Linked DNA regions of Zea mays: region 2 is linked to region 1. A link is a contact called in public Hi-C data. All regions are on one chromosome and are shown on one strand. The core of a region is the stretch at or near the end of the contact, and the rest is flanking DNA. Distances in the headings are between cores, read along the strand shown.

Region 1 (4,916 bases), core at 1,870-4,369:
ACGAGGCTCGGGGCACGGCGGCTGTGTAGTTGGGGCTGGCCTGGCGCTGGGCGTCGGGTCGCGGTTGGGCTCCTGGCGTCCTGGCGGCACGCTTGGCGTGGCGGTGTCGGGTTCTTGGCGGCTGCCTGGGAGAGAGAGGCGAGAGGGAAGGAAAGAGAGGGCCGGGTGCGTAAGAGAGAGTGAAGGGGAGGGGGAAGAGTTCGTGGCGGTGGCGGCTAAGCAGGGAGGCAGGGGAGGCGCGACCAGCTCCTTACATGGGCCTTAGTGGGCCTTAGGGTTAGGGTTTAGATTTGGGTTTTTCTTTTTTTTCTATTTCTTTTCTAAATTCAAAATATATTTTTAAATAACCCTAAAATTCATAATAATTATACAAAAATTATTGATAAATAAAATATCTGTTTTGGACTAATAATTATTATATTATTTATTTGGATTTTCATTTAAGAAGAAATGCTATTAAATATCCAAAAATCAATCATGAGCAATCAAAAATTATTCCAAATGCAATAAATAACAAACACTTGAATGAAAAAATTATTACCATATTTACCATTAATAACTAAATGCATTAATTTTAGTTGATGGTTTTTATAGTGTTACAGAAGTGCACTCAACAAGTGTCGAAAATAGGATAAAAATAGAAAGAAGCAAACTCCCCCTAAGATAATGCAAGGGTCAAAAAGAGAATGCAGAAAATGCAGGAGCTTCACGAGTATAGCAATCAAAGTGTAAAAATGCTCTAGGTGGTGCTGTGCGATGTGTGCAACAATAAATGCACATGCTGACATATGCTCAAACTGATCATATGCATAAGATATATGAAGAATAAGCATTTTGATTCAACTTTAAGCATGTCAAAAGAGAAGTCCACTACTAAAGCAACACTAGACATATAGTAGGCAGGAAATCAACCAAGTGCTAGTCAAAGGTATACAAGGTGAACCACACCAAAAAACGGTCACTCATCATTCCAAAACAGATTTGTAAGCTGGAAATTGAGTAATTTTTTAAGAGTTTGTAACAATGTCACACCAGGATTTAAGGGCAAATCCAAGCGCGAATCAAATGTGTGTTAGGATCAAGTCTCACACATATGACCCATGGTACAAAAATGAATGTCACATCTTTATTACTTAATAGGAGTTCTATACAAAATAGCTAAATAATCACATCATATGACGACAGCGATCCTCCGCAACCATAGTTGACTAGGAGACGACGGCCTAGACCTCTCACAAACTCATCGCGACATCCTTCATGCTCCTTATCCTGCGGTACCTGTACTTGACCCCAGGGGTGAGTACAACAAGAGTGAGCTCACATACGTTCGTCGCTCAACAAGTTATGGGGAATAATGTGCATGAGCTCACTTATGGTGGGGGCTCATGTGAAGTGTAAGGCTTACCAAAGGAAATGGTTAAGCCTGAGCATTGCTTTTAACAAGTTGGTCAAAATTTTATTAGCAGTTACTAAGTATAAGTAGATACCATCCCATATAAATAAGAGATCACATTTAATAGTAAATCCCACAATGCAATGCATATGATAGATTAAGTTTATTTCCATATGTTACTCATGTGAGGGTCCAAGCCGCCCATGACCGTGAGCACAGATGATATACCAGTTTTACACTTTGCAGAGGTTGCACCTTTTACCAACAAGTCGTGTATCCCATCTAGCCAGGATTTGCAAGACCCTTAGACACTCTCGAGGTGAATGGGTTGGGATCCACTATGAGGCCTTTACAAAGTTCCACTAGCTTCAGAAACCCCGCTATGATTTCGTGAGAAGAGCGATATAGGAAGCCCTCGTCTGAAAAGCCATCGCAGCATGATTGACCCGATAACCTCCCTACACCGGCAACTCCTCTATCGCCCTTGCCCCTTTTGGGTAAGGTAGTCCTCCACTAGTTTTCTTAATTAGTCAGCCAAGGGTGTCCCATTCCACCCTTGTGGTAGCACTATTTTCACGGGTGGTCGCTCTATGTTCGAATTAACATAATAATCTTACCATGAACAATAATTAAAACAACAATAATAATGGAACATGATCATAATTCAGTATAACATTAATCCCAAAACCAGGTAGAGCAATAACAAGTCTACCCAATAGTTCATTTGTGTGCAAGGTGTGGGGTACAAAACTAGGGTAACCTATTAGGTCCCATGAAATTAACCTGAGCATGTCACCGCGATTAACAGGAACATTATTAGGTAAAGAAGAGTGATCAGGCACAACTTGCCTTTTTGGTGCAACTCCAGGTATTTCTCCAATTTGGTCTTCAGATTCCACGTGACCTCGCATATGAACAAACTACGTAAGATTACTCGTAGCAATATATACAATCAAGCAAATAATGGATATGGTAACATTACACGAAAGCATATGAACAAACTGCGTAAGATTATTCTACGCGCCGCTACGAGATCGCAGGTTTGAGAATCACTAAAATCGGAGTTCAGGTTAAAAAGATATGGTTTTCTCAAATTTTAGGTGATTGTAACACCTCAAAGTCCTATTTTTGAGAATATAGTAAAACTCTCTATAGGCTATGAATCAGAGTACCATTTAATCATGTTTCTCTTAACTTTGAAGTTACACCTCCTAATATGTATATATATATATTCTAATAAAATATTAAATGAAAAGGAATCCTACGTGAACTAAGTTATTCCTCTGTTAAAACCATATAATTACAAATTCTCCCTAAGAATTTAAGTTAAACCATCTCTAAATAAAAGCATTCTATACCCTAGATTTATCCTTCATGAAAATGCTTATTTTGGGTGTTTTTGGATTTCATACTTAAACGCAAGTGTTTAATTAAAGTATTAATACAAATATAATAGAATCTTTGCATCTCATGACTGGAGTTTTGATTGGGTATTTATTTTGAAGTTGAAACATAAATTCAGAATTGAGTGTAATTTGAATTTATAAATTCAAAATAGAAAGATAGAAAAAAAGAAGGATCTCTGTAGCTCTCGGCCCACTCGTCTTTTCTCCCCCCTGCGCGGCCATGTGGGCTGAATGCCTGCCCTGCGGCCCAATTCCATCTTCGCGCGCCTTGGCTCTCCCACGCGCCAGCGTGATGGGTCAGCCACTGGTTGGTGGGTCCCTTAGGTCAGCTACAAACCGCAGTTGTTTTTCATTCATCTGATAACATGTGGGTCCCGCTGGTCGGGTTCATCACCAACCTCGCGAAAGTTTCGCTGCCACAACAGAATCGCGCCTGATGCGCCGGGCCGTTGGCCAATCGGCCACCCTGACCGAGTTCCCCTCGTCTATGGATATAAGTATGGCCGCGACTGCTTCCCTCATCCGCGAACTGACTAGTTTCCTATCATCGACGGGAGCCATCACCGGAAGTCGCGTGGATCTGGGCACTGCTGTCAACCAGCGCGTGCGCTAGCGTCGGGCCCTTGGGGATTAGTCACAAAACACCACCGAACCGCTAGTATCGTGCCCTTGTCCATGCTGGAGGTGATTCGTGGCCAGGGGCGCGTGAATCGCTCGCCGATGAGAAGACCGCCAGGATGCCGCCGCGATTGGTTCATGCGTTGGGTGGTGAGGGGTCCTCGGTAGCAGGACAGTATGCCTCGCCACGTCGTGCGCAATGCATCCGTGGCTTCGCTTAGGTGGATGTTAGCAGCCTACTCTAGATCGGGAGACAACTACTGGAGGAAGAAGGAGATAGGCGAGGAAGAAGGGTTTAACTGGAGTTCGACATCAGTTTTTCCATATCCCCTACAGACTGCCTGGGTAAGCTTTAATACCCCTTTCCCTTACACGGTCCACTCCGGACCCGAATACAGAGTGTTCGGCCTTTTAGCTCTGCGCCCCACCCGACGCAGAGGCGAGACTGGGTCCGTGCTGGTGGCTGTGTCGAGGCCCAGCAATGGTGCATTGCTGACATTCCCTCCTGCTTGCGATGCTGCTTGTCCCCAAGCAGCTGATCGTGGAAATTGTTGGCGGATGGCGTCGTAGTCTTCCCAGGTTGCCAGAGCATCATCGAACCCTGACCAGCGGACCAGCACCTGGGAGACGGAGGTACCCCCGCGGGAGATCGTCCTTGTGTCGAGTACCTTGACAGGAATCTGCATAGCAGCGGATGCGTCAGGCAAAGTAGCGCTCACCTGATGTTTGGAGGATACTGCCCTCTTGAGCTGGGAGACGTGGAACACGGGGTGAATGGAAGAACCAACTGGTAACTCCAATTTGTATGCTACCAATCCCACACGCTTCAGCACATTGAAGGGACCAAAATATTTGAATGATAACTTGTGGTTGGCCCCATGAGCTACTGACGTTTGAATATAAGGCTGGAGCTTGAGGTACACGCGATCACCAACTGCAAACTCCCGGTCCGACCTGGACTTGTCCGCCTGGTATTTCATACGTGACTGGGCGCGATGAAGGTGCTGTCGAACCACTCTGGTCATTAGTTCTCGGTTGGACAACCAGGTTGCCAGGTCCACATCAGTAACCGAATCTTCAGGAGCCAGGCCGAAGTGTCTGGGAGGCCGACCATAGAGCACTTCAAATGGAGAACGACCAAGTGCCGAGTGAAAGCTAGTATTGTACCAGAACTCTGCCAGTGACAGCCACATACTCCATTTGCTGGGACAAGCATGTACAAAACAGCGTAAATAGGTCTCCAGACACTGGTTGACGCGCTCGGTCTGGCCGTCGGACTGAGGATGATAGGCTGATCCCATTTGCAAATGTGTTCCCGCCAGCTTGAACAGTTCCTGCCACAGAGAACTGGTGAAAATACGATCACGATCTGATATTATAGCTTCCGGCATTCCATGTAATTTGTAAACCGATGACATAAAGGACCGGGCAACCTTGAAGGCTGTGTAAGGATGCAAGAGTGGAATAAAGTGGGCATAACGCGAGAACTTATCCACGAC
Region 2 (4,355 bases), core at 1,813-4,312, 320 kb after region 1:
GCAACATGCTCACACTTACTTAACTCGGGGTGACCACTATGCCCTACTAACGGAGCAATCGACTTAAGTCGGCAACGACTTGAGGCGGTGCAACATGCTCACGCTTACTTAACTCGGGGTGACCACTATGCCCTACTAACGGAGCAATCGACTTAAGTCGGCAACGACTTAAGGCGGTGCAACATGCTCACACTTACTTAACTCGGGGTGACCACTATGCCCTACTAACGGAGCAATCGACTTAAGTCGGCAACGACTTAAGGCGGTGCGACATGCTCACGCTTACTTAACTCGGGGTGAACACTATGCCCTACTAACGGAGCAATCCACTTAAGTCGGCAACGACTTAAGGCGGTGCAACACGCTCATGCATATGCTATCCAAGGGATGACTTCTATATCCCGCAAACAAATTTCATAATCATCGTGCGTCGTTTCACTACTGCAAATTTACGAACCGATGAATTCTGATACAATAAGAGAGTAATTATATCATGCGGATGCTGAACTGATGTCCTCTAACAAATACTCGATCATACTAACTGCGCGCTCAAAGCACACAAAATGTTTCTCTATTTCGCAGCGTCTTTCTCAGGGGCGACCGACGAAGAAGGGCGACTCGAGGAATCGGGGGCAGCAGTCACGTCAGCCCTTATGTCTTCAGGAACAACCACGCCGGGTCTCCTCATCAAGATTCGTCCCGCCCGAATAGCCTTGTCCATGGCTTTGTCACGCTGGGCTTTGAGAGTAACTGAAGTTTCTTCGGCAACTTTAGCAGCCAGCCGAGCAGTCTCTAACTCTTGGGCAACGGATTTCTTGGAAGCTCGGAGTTCTTTAATGGTGGCGTCCTTTGCTGATATCAGCTGCTTGAGGCGAGTCACTTCGTCCGCAGATTCCTGCAGCCTGCAACGTTGATTGTCCAATTCCTCCATTGTAAAGCGGTGACTCCTCTCCAAGATGGTCAGCGAGTTGCTAGAATCACGGTACAATCTGTCAAGATTGTCACGGGAAGCAGCAAGGATACGTTTTTCCTCCTGCAAGCAAAAATCAACTCCTTCAAGAACCGAGCAAGTAATAGGAACTCAGCAAGGCAAGGCACAGTTTTGTAAATCACCTTTTCAGAATTGAACTGAGCATGAAGAGAAGAGCTCAGGGCATTGGCGTCATCCAAGGCAGCGGAGACTTGACCCAGTTCAGTTTGGCTCTGAGAGTACTTCTCCTCGAAGTCAGCACACCGTTGGACCCATTCAGCCTGATCTCGCGAGTGTTTTTCTTCGATAATTGAAATCTGCCGAGTCATTCCTAGCAAGAGATAATCAAACAAAACGGGGTCAGAAGGTAACGCAGTCCACAGTGAAGGCGAAGAGAAGCAAAAAGGCACTAACCAGCGTTGGTTGCCTCCAATTCATAGACGCGATGTTGAAGAGACACTGGATTCCAACACGCAAGGGACGAAGCCACTTCGGGGACAGAAGCACCCTGCAATCTCAGCTGGCTGGCCATCCCATCCACCAAAGCCTGATGAGGAAAACAGATGAGGGTGATGACAACAGTTCATGCAATGTGAAAATCAAGCTAAAACACATCACGGTACCTGGAGGTTGGAAAAGAACGAAGGGATCCCCAAATCAGAGGAGATCAATTGATAAGCAGGCGTAAGGCCACCACCCGGAGCAGCTTGCAACAAACAGCAGAGATCAGTTCAGTACCTTCAACAGAGCCCAACACTCGGTCAGCAGGGACGCTGCCCTCTAAAGCGACTCCCTGATCCAAAGTTTGGGCTACCACCATACAACCAGAGTGTGGAGGAGATCCCGCGTGAACGTCCATGGAAGTACAGGAAGGAGACCCTGCTTGGGCACCCTCGGGGGCTGGGTCATAGTTGGCACTGCACTACGCTATAGAGGGCTAGTACTAAGCAATGGTTAAGTAATAACTACTTACTAAGTAATAATTATATACTAACTAATAACTTCCCACATCTAACATAGTTATAAAATTCTATGAATATGACAAGAGCAATGGGTTATACCTTAGGTCGCAGTGGAGTCAAGGTGCCAGTGGCGGGGGTGGTGGAGTTGGACAGCCTCCTGTCTGAAAATAAGCAACATAGCACTGTTAATGAAAATTTCGATAGCACCTCCCTTATATGGGGAGATTTCTAAAATCTACATAGAAATTGGCAGCACAATGACTGACATACATACTCAGTAGCAGACAAAAACACGATGGCTGCATGCACATTCAGTCACTGCAAATAACGACTAAATGACAATCTACTTAATTGCACCAACTAAATAACAAAATTACAAGCTAACCAACAAAAATGTAAGTAACCTAACTATATTAATTTGATAACAAAATTATAAACTAACAAACATGTTTGCAAACTTCTAGCTAAAATAGCAAATAAAGATGTTACCTAAGTAGAAAGTAAGCTAAATAAAATACAGAGTAACTACATAATTTGCTAAGTAAATAATAAATCCACTAATTAAATCTAGAGTATATACTAAACTAACTAAATCAAAATAAACCAGATTATATACTAAACTAACTAATCAAACCACTAACTAAACTAAATCCACTAAATCTTCTAACTAAATTAAATCCTCTAACTAAATTAAATCCACTAAAACTAAACTTATTGGGGCAGTATGAGGCGAGCTCGAGGGAGTGACACCAGGCACGGAGGCGAAGAAGGGGGCGCATCAGTACTAGGCGGGACGAAGCGGTGGTGGTGGTCGGCGGGCAGAGTGAGGTGCAGTGAGGGAGAGAGCGCGAGAGGGAAAAGCCGACTGAGCATATTTATCAGACCTTGGCATCAAGGTCTGTGCTGCTAAGGTCTGACACGTCATCCGTCACGTCATCGAGCCTACGCTAGCGTCAGCGTGACCCTCTGCTCGACGCCAAGATTTATAACGTCGAGCAATATTATTTCAGGGTCAAGCTGAGGATCTAAAATAAAGAATATTTTATTCAGTGTCTAAACGTTAATATTTTTTTTAAAAATAAGCTAAAATATATATAAAAAATCGGGCACTACCACTGTCCACTACCTCACGCAACCACCACTGCCTCACGCAACCACCTCAGCCCGGTCCACCTCTACCACCGGCCACCCACTGCCTCCACCCCCGCCCTAGATCACCACCGCACTCTCAGGCGCAAGAACGAGCTCACCAGGCAAAGTCACGGCGGCGACCTCCGCCTTCCAGGTCTCGCCCTTGCTGGCGCGCGCCTCTGCTCACCACCCAGCGCCGCGTCTTCCTTCTCCAGTCCGGTCGCTGGCCGACCGCCAGCGCGGCTCCGGGCCCTGCTTTCCGCACGCCCAAGCCTGCGCGCTCCGGACGCACCTCTCCTGCTCTTCTGGGCTTGGGAAAGAGAAGAAACCAGCATAAAAACACTAGATCTGTGAAGGATTTGAGGAAGAAACCAAACCGAAACCCTAGTGACGATGCTAGAGTTCGGACCTCGCTCTGAGTCGAAACGACCAGAGACCGCTGCCTTCCCTCCCCATTTTCCTTTCCCATGAACCAAGCAGCGTATGAGCTTTCCATCCCTCCTCATTTACCTATCCCACCTCTCATATCCCGTTATCCAAACGGCACCTCAGGGTACTGCAATCCAGAAGCAGGGGCCCTGGCCTCAGCGCACCTGGATGGCAGGGCTGGAGGAGTTGAAGAAGAAGCTACAACCCTTGCTGTTCGATGACCTGGACAGAGTTGGCGCCAGTACCAGGGTGCCCTTACCAGAAGATACTTGCGATTCCTACGCAGTAAGCACGCCCTGGTATTCTTGGCCTATTCTTCATTGGTATTTGCAATTGTAGTTATCTGGTACATTATGACATGTTAGCCAACTCGTCTAATAAGGTGGGAGACTTGGAAAGTCGATTGATGGCTTTAACTCTGCCTCTCTGCGTGGTACATGTACATGCTCAATTGTTTTTTTTTGTTTAATTTGAGGATTAGCAACCAAATGAACACAGATAGGTTTATGCTTTGTTTACGTTCCTTGTGATTTTTCTGTTGTGTACCCTCTTATGTAATCCCCAGAGGGTGGTCTTAATACACCCTAATCTATTGTGATGAACAGAGCAGGGTCTGCTGTAGCCAATGAGATTGGATATAGTGGACATAATCACATCGATTTTGTGGTTCAATACTCCAATTACCTTCTATAAGTTTTTATTGACTGCTACATATCACACTTTGGCTCATTTGCTTCTGTTTCCTGAATGTTTTGTTTATAATTTATTTATTTCTCAGTACTGGAAGTCAACTCGTTTGGATATGCAGCTTCCCTTTTTCAGTCAACTCTTTTCTAATGTCTAAACCCAGATTTTTTATGCAA

What was found. A called contact is a pair of places that touch in the nucleus more often than the background predicts.
Region 2: a Hi-C map of tassel shows a contact between it and region 1, with 3 times the contacts expected there. The contact joins the promoter of LOC100194228 here to the enhancer-like site in region 1. A contact is called at or near these places in 3 of 25 Hi-C or Micro-C datasets (ear, leaf and tassel).

The regions. Positions count from the first base shown.
Region 1 is chr3:97,907,497-97,912,412 of Zm-B73-REFERENCE-NAM-5.0, forward strand. No RefSeq gene overlaps it. Among protein-coding and RNA genes, the nearest start is that of LOC103650418, 40 kb to the right of the region's middle. Within about 2 kb of position 3,120, at least 19 of the 20 cell types and tissues checked have an H3K27ac peak or open chromatin away from gene starts, as enhancers often do. A contact at or near this core is called in ear, leaf and tassel, where this site is marked.
Region 2 is chr3:98,227,503-98,231,857 of Zm-B73-REFERENCE-NAM-5.0, forward strand. It overlaps LOC100194228 (Mitogen-activated protein kinase kinase 3), which reads left to right and starts at 3,063. Exons shown (of 9, transcript NM_001279806.2): 1 at 3,063-3,777. The coding sequence starts at 3,547.